2 separate regions of the Gossypium hirsutum genome follow, and region 2 is linked to region 1. The links are chromatin contacts, called in public Hi-C maps. All regions are on one chromosome and are shown on one strand. Each heading gives the region's core, a stretch centred on a gene start, on an enhancer-like site or on the middle of the called end of the contact. The rest is flanking DNA. Distances are from core to core; before and after follow the strand shown. Region 1 has its middle 71 kb from the start of LOC107939238. Region 2 holds the start of LOC107951819 (probable protein phosphatase 2C 4).

Region 1 (3,948 bases), core at 566-3,065:
TTTCTTTTTCTTTTCATAAAGATGTTTTATGTATCCCTGTCAAATTCGGTTAGATGTCAAATTCATAAAAGAGACTCAAGTCCTAAAGATTGCATACACGTTCATGAGTAACACACAATCAGAGATAAGCTACTGCCACCATTTATGCAATCCTGGATGAATCTCAATTACAACTTTCCTTAAGTCATATTCCCAAGCACACACAGAAGACCGTCGATCACAGCCCGTAATTCAGCATGGATTACCGAACAATACTTTAAGCTTTAGCTGTAACCCATCAGCCATGTGCCATTGTTATCCTTTAAAACTCCACCACCTGACGCTCTTCTCGATCACTCTTGGACTGCACCGTCAGTGTTGAGCTTGATCCATCCTCGTTGGGTTAGGCACCATGCCACTATTTTAGTCACTCTGGTTGGCCTATAACGATCCCTGATACAATAGTCCCTGCCAACATCAAACATTTAGATAAAATCTCAAGAACACTATAATTTGCATTTTTAAACAAGGCATTATTTCTTCGCGTCCATAAGCTCCAGCAAATAAGGCCAAAGGGTGTGTGCCACTCGACCCCACCAATATTACCATTTGCGAGATTTTCACACACCCAATCCTTGACTGAAGTTATGAAGAATGTCGCTTGGTCATCCAGTGGAACTATCCTTGCCCATACTGACCAAGCCGTGGGACAATCCTGGACAACATGCGAATTAGTCTCTAACCCCTTTTCTCATATTTCGCTATTAGAAAGTAACCTCTCGTTTAGTAAGATCCAGAGGAAGTGTCTTACTACCGCCGACCTACCATTATCCTTTGGCATCCATTTCGCTATTGGTAATGGTCTATGAGCAGCAGCTACTGAAAAGCGTCCATCAGTAAACCACCGCCAACCACATTTATCGTGGCCCTCCGGATACACCATCCCACGCCACATTTCGTCCTTTTTTATTGTCACTAAAACGTCTAACCTAACTAAAGTAATGAAATAGGCAACCAGTGTATAAAGTAAGCAATAATATTTAAGTGCAATTTTTAGATTCAACAAGTAATGTCAAAGGATTAACAAGTGTTATAGAGATATAATAAAATATTAACAAAATAAATATTTAAAAAAGGATATTACAAATTTTTAAGACTGTTTGTGAAATAAAAAAGCACACTTTCAGTATATCAAATGCTAACCCATAAAATAAATTATTATTATTTTTATTTGATACACACTCATTTAATTAATAAGTTGCGTTTCTGAAAATAAATTTTTGTTTCATTAAAAAAAATTAACATGAACAATTCATGTAATTTTACTTATTTTATTGATAACAATGTTAAAAAATTTTATCACAATAATTGGAGTGGCTTAAAATAAATAAGAATTTTTAGATTTTAAAAATGAGACATATTGTGATGATCCAAAAGTGCACAAATCAAAGTAATATATGAGTATTGAACTCAAAAGGAATAAAAAGTCGTATAAATCAATCGAAATAATAGATGTTAGGGTAATGGAGTTTAGATACCAACTTAAACAACTAATTGAATGAGTGCTGATTTTAATAGATACTATAAAAAGCAGAAAAATAAATGCATAAAAGTGAATAACTTGAAGGGAACTTTTTGAATAAATACTGGATCTATAGCTCAAACCCAAACAATCAAACAAACCAAGTCCAAAACAATAAAACCCTTTCAGAAAATAAACAAAGAAACAGAAAAATAAACCGAAAGCAGAAAAACAATAAAACACAGCCCAAGAAAGCAGCCCACACAAATAAAGACCCAACAAAATCAACGGCAGTGGAAAACTCTGGAGACCATTACGTCTCAGCTGGCATCAACAACACCCCTCTTGAAGATAACGCCATCGCCTGGGAAAAGCAAACTTCATTCATATCAATCGTTTCTTCCATCAGTCAACAGCAATTAATATTCACCGACTTCCTTCCCACTTTTCTTCTTGAGAAATCCAAAAAGTAAAGCTTACTGCAAAACTCCTCCCACTTCCTCTTCAAACCTCCGTCCCCTCAACTCCCTCTGGCGCTCCGTCCATCTCCTCTCCTCATCCGCCACAGCCTCAGCCCCAGGAGGAACTCGGTTCAACAGATAAGTAAAAACTCTATTTTTAAGACCTTCAGTCGCTATTAGATGGGCAACTCTGTTAACTTGAAGGGAACTTAAATGTGAAAAAGTTAGTGGTTAGGGAAATGCTTTGGTTAACAGGATGAGGCAACAAAAATATTTAAGCCGTTGTCTACTTATTATCACTGGTAATCCGAGTTAGCACCTAGTGCTCTCGAGTCTTGTTAGGCTCTAAATTTACGGATTTGAGCTAATCTATGGATTCATCTTCTAATTTTCACTTAGGAATAACACAACCTGGGCGTCAATCCGATCAATGGAGCTAAGCTCACTCCGGTAATTAACCCCCCCCCCAAAAAAAAGAATACACAAATCTACGTGAATGTTGTATATTGAGAACTGAACTCATTTAGGCAAATCCCATCGATAATAAGTTTTTGGCCCATAATAGAATTGAAGAGTTAGAATATAAAATACAAAAAGAATTAACATGAGATAACAAGAAATGGAAATGGAATTTGTAAGCTACATAATCAAATCACAAAGATTTTTTTAAATCTTGAATGTCAGAATATAATTCCTTAATACTTCAGAATTTAATATATTTACATGTTATTTAAAAAGGAAAAGAACAAAGCCTAAACCATTTATAAGAGAAGGCAAAATAAAGAAAAAGAAAATAAAAGGGGAATTTAAATCTAAATTCAACCCTTATGACTGGCATCCTCTTATCTTTTTCTAATGACTAAGGTTTCTATTTGTAGAAAAAAAAATTGTCCTTGGGTAATATGACCAAAATGCTCTTGGAAGAATTTAGAATTGCTGTTTCACTACTTTTAAATAAAATTAGCATAATTTTTTTTAAAAAATAAATAATTATAATAATTTCAAAATTAATTTATAATTATTTGTAACAAATCATTAAAAATTATAATGGTAGTTATAATTATCGCAACTTTTTATTATATTTTATCCGTAAATTTTCATTTAATTAATAATTTTATTTTAAAATTAGTAATAACTTGTTTATAACAAAAAAAATTTAAAATAATAATTTTAAATTGAATTATACTAATTTTTTAATGTGTAATTATAGTATTTTATTAAATTAAAATTATTTTTAAATGTATAATTATCATAATTTTTATTTTAAATCAACTAATAATTTTAATTAAATATTATAATTATTTTAAATATCAATTCAATAATATGATAAAAATAAAGAATATTATTATCCATTCAAAAATATCTTAAAACTCATATTTATATATATGTTAATTTTATAATAATAAATATGTAATATTAAAAATAACTAACACAAAGATATCTTTTCTATCTTTTCTCTCGCAATTTTCATTTTTTTTTCTCATTCATTGGCTTTCTTTCCCTCTTTCCTTTCCCCGGATAAATTAAAAAGAACTCATAAATAATAGGTGCAACATGTAAAGAATTAAAAGTAATTTTTCTTTTGTAATATACTAGAAATTTTTTACCATGTATGTGTGTGGAAACTAATTATTTAAAACACAGTTGTATGTTCGAAAAAAATATAAAATAAATAATGAAATATAAGGTTGGAAGGTTTGTAACAACTCGTTTTTCAATAGTGTCGGAAGGTTTGTAACAACTCGTTTTTCAATAGTATCAGAAATTGATTTTGGGGCAACAAATTCAACGAGTAAATTCGTAAATATTATTATTTAATATTTACGAGTCAAATATGGTATTAAATTAATTTTTAAATTGACAATTTATGCTATTTGAATTAATAATTAGGTTCAAGTGGTATAACTTTAAAGTAAGTGATTTTAGAAAATAATGTATCAAGACCTCGTTTTTATAAATCGAGTTTTATTAAAATTTTGTTAAGAA
Region 2 (3,948 bases), core at 754-3,253, 510 kb after region 1:
ATTGAACTAAATTTATCTACATCAAAACCTTCAAGATCATGCAGTGTTTCCTCATTAATCCTCTCCAAATCCTGTTTAACCTTCCCCAACCAGTAATCGGGCTCCGCCTTTTGCGCCAAAACCGCCCTACTATCACCAACATTCATCACATACACATCCTCACCTTTCATCAACATGACAAGCACACAAGAACCCATCAAAGCCAACTCTGGGTTCTCCATTAACATCTTATCAGCAATATCCAAATACTCTGTTTTATTCAAAGCCCGAGACAGAGCTTTCAAAACATCACCGTGATTTATCATCGAACTCGATTTATCAAACTTGTTTCTATTCAACTGTTCCTTCAATTTCCTATCAAGTTCTAATCTTTCCCTATCCCATCCACACTTCCACCTCCTTTGATTCTCTTCCCTCTTATTTGCCATGTCCTTATACCTCACCTTCGACCCCTCTCTTCTCTGAAAACGCTCAATCACTGAACCGTGTCTGCTAAATAATGCCAGAATTTACTTTTCTATGAGCAAAATTCCAAAATAAAAGACCTTTAGTCATACCAGAAAAAGAAAAAAAAAGGAACTTACACGAGCCAGCCAGTGCTGCTAAAAGTATGGAAAATGAAGCACCTTTCGCGACCATCTTCCTCTGATGATGGACGGAAAATGGGGAGTGTTGAAGGAAGCAGCTTTCATGGCAGAAACTTCGAGATGAGGATTTAAAATAGGGAAAGGGGAAAGGGGAGAAGAAGCTGTGTTTTTCCGGAAAATGTCTTACCAAATTCAAAAGGGTAAGACATTTTCCTAAAAAAAGACCCCATTCTCCCAACTTATGTAAAATATTTTACCGTAGGAAATTATTTTCACCCAACCAAACACCAGAAAAACCTGAAAAGCTTTTACGGAAAAGCTTTTACAAATTACCAAACGGAGCCTAAGTGTTAAAAATGCTCCAAAAAAAATAAAAGGCCAAAGTGACCAAACAGCCAAACATTAGGGGCTATTTTTGGCATTACGTCAATGTAATTTATTGTTCCTTGCAAAACAAGGTTGGAGGTTAGTTACGTTTCCAAATTCTTTACTTGCTTGTACGTTAAAACCTAAATACCATCCAACGACGTACTTCTTAAAAGCAAGGTTGAGGAATCTACCTTCTTTTACTTGGAAGAGTATATGGGCGACAAAAGGATTTCTCTAAGGATTTTTTGAGTTGGATTACCTGGTTGTTTGAAAATAATTCCTTGAATCAGTGTCGTATTTTTGTTTTCGGATTGTGGGCGATATGACCAACAAGAAACAGATGGGTGCATAAGAGAAAAAAAAATAACGGCATTAGAAACAGCAGATTTTGTAAGAAACTATTTGAGTGAATTGGACGGGCTGAAGATATACTTACTTGTCAAACCGAGGGAGGTAGGGAGGTGGAAACCACCAGAGATTCCCTTTGTGAAAATCAACTTTGATATCGCAACAATAAGGAGGAACATAGGTCTTGCTTTGGGATCGTTGTACGGGATTCAAAGGGGTCTAGGGTTATTAAAATGTGGGTTCTCCTTCGATTTTTGTTCCAGAGGCTATTGCATGTGTTCAAAGGCTTCAAATGGGGATGGATTTGGGGGTTATGGCTATAGAGGTAAAGGGGGATGCTCTATCAGTAATAAAAAAAAAACTACAAATGAAAGAGGAAGATAAATTGGAGATCGGTGCTATCATTAAAGACTGTTTACAGTTAAGTCAGGATTTCTAGATATGCAAGTTTCTATATGGCAAAGAAATGAAAAATGAAGTGGCAAATCTGTTGGCAAAAGGTTTAAGAAATGGAGAACGTAGAAACGAAAATGGAAGAGTACCTGATTACGCAGTGGAGATGGTGGAAAGAGACCATCCAAGGAGTGGGCTATCTTGTAATGGGAGTCGTTCTAGTTCTGTTTTTGCTGAAGTTGTAGGTTTTCGGGAAAATGAAGAGGAAAGGGGATTTCGGGAAAATGAAGAGTTTGTAGGTTAATGGGATTTAACTTATGTTGCCTCAGGTAATGATTTTACTGGGTCTGGGTCGAATCTTTCGGCCTTTCTATGTATTTTGGATTATTTTGTTTTGGGCTTTGTTTTCCAATAAATCCAACTATATTCATTCCAACTATATTCATTCAAAAAATAAACTTAAAAAGTTAGGTGAAATTAAAATTTAATTTTAATTATTCGAATAATAATTTTAAATTAATTCAAATGCTTGTGATTAAAAATCATTGACATTGCCAATAATACCTTAGTTTAATAGGAAAAATACACAAAAACTTTAAAATTTTGAAATTCAAATCTTATCATGTAATAAATTCTTTTCAATTTTTTTTATTTGTTAATTTTTATTTTCAAATATATTTTGATTATTAATCAGTTAGTTCATTTTAATAATTGATTATAACTGTCCACGTTTGGGTAGACTATTATAATTGCATTTGTAACTTATTAAAACAATAAATAAAAAAATCCCATCTCTACCATCCCTAGATACAAAACCATGTCAAATTTAGAAAGAAAGTAATAGTCATTTACATACATATATAGTAAGATAAAACTAAAAAGTGGTTTACAAAGTATTTATATCTATGATTCTGTATTGAGAATTATGTATTTGACATGGAATTAAGAAGGGAAAATAGGTTATTATGAAATGGATCAGAGAGGTGCTCAACTAGGTTCTGAACTGGACCTTTACCTGTCAAAGCTGCTTGGAAATAAAAGCCTAACCAAGCAACCATGGCTAGCCTCCCATTTTTAATCTCCTTCACCTTCAGCTCCTCAAAAGCTACTGGGTCTTTTGACAGCTTCAATGGGTCAAATAAAACTCCTCCCGGGTAATTAATATCGCCTGGCAAGTAAATCCCCAGAGGCTCCAATGCCTCTATCCCGCAATATCTTGCATACTCTGGTCCAACCTATATTGCAATCAAATAGTAACCAACAAAACCTCCAATTATTGAAACATTAAATCTTTGCTTGGTAGAGCGGAAAAAAAATTAGAAAGATAAAAAATTGAAGGGTAGGAAAATAAAAAGATCAAAAATATAATTTTTCTTTCCATAGATGTACTTGGTAGGAAAGATGAAAAAATAGAATCAACAAAGTAATTTTCCTTCCGTCATTTGCTTAGTAGACTTGAAAAATGAAATGGAAAAAAATAAAACATTTAAAAAATGCATAAGTTTAAACTAACATTCACATCTCTCTCTTATTTTCTCTCCTCTCATCATTCCAATATGAAAGAATTGGTTTTTATACATTAGAAAGAATTGGTTTTTATACATTAGAATGAAAAATAATCATCTCTCCTATTTCCTTTTTCTCACCTTTCTTTCCAACTAAACACACTCAAAATTTGTTTTCTTTCGACATTTCCACCCAACCAAGCACACCTTAAGTGTAAATGAAAATAAAAATAAAATTGCACAATCCTTAACAGTCTCTCTTTTCCCAACTATTGCATAAATGATATTTATGAAGGAAAGGGATCAGAACAATGAGATTGCTAAAAAGATACTACCATCAAGAGGGCCTGGCAGATAGCAATGATAATCACTCCTTGCCCTCCAGCTAAGTGTAGACCCGGGATGCCAAGGTAGTCCAGTGTTTCTCCCTCACAAAAATCAACAAGCACATTTAACGGATATGTTGATATGTTGTTTTTTTCAAAGTAACCAAATTTGAAACTTCAACTTAGATTTCTCAAGTTTGGATTCTAGGATAGGTTGAAGTGATCTTTTTGAGAAGAAAAATGACTATTTCCTACAGTCTAAGTTGCAGTGAATCTCTACACATACCAAAAAAAATGTAGCAATGAAAATTTCATATATTTTAAAACGGTAATCGGTATATGAAACATATTAGAATATAGGAAAAGCCTTGCAACATATATCTTCTTAAAGTAGCAGATTATGCATTAACTAGAAACCTC

Evidence for each region. A called contact is a pair of places that touch in the nucleus more often than the background predicts.
Region 2: a Hi-C map of leaf shows a contact between it and region 1, with 2.8 times the contacts expected there. The contact joins the promoter of LOC107951819 here to the enhancer-like site in region 1. A contact is called at or near these places in 8 of 34 Hi-C or Micro-C datasets (callus, leaf and petal).

What each region holds. Positions count from the first base shown.
Region 1 is chrA02:72,397,791-72,401,738 of Gossypium_hirsutum_v2.1, forward strand. No RefSeq gene overlaps it. Among protein-coding and RNA genes, the nearest start is that of LOC107939238, 71 kb to the right of the region's middle. Within about 2 kb of position 1,816, at least 9 of the 9 cell types and tissues checked have an H3K27ac peak or open chromatin away from gene starts, as enhancers often do. A contact at or near this core is called in leaf, where this site is marked.
Region 2 is chrA02:72,903,451-72,907,398 of Gossypium_hirsutum_v2.1, forward strand. LOC107951819 (probable protein phosphatase 2C 4) reads right to left here and starts at 2,004. Exons shown (of 6, transcript XM_041087185.1): 1 at 1,847-2,004; 2 at 1,216-1,621; 3 at 585-685; 4 at 1-489. The coding sequence starts at 428. LOC107952373 (chlorophyll a-b binding protein 7, chloroplastic) reads right to left here. Exons shown (of 9, transcript XM_041087136.1): 8 at 3,538-3,630; 9 at 2,506-2,932. The coding sequence ends at 2,621.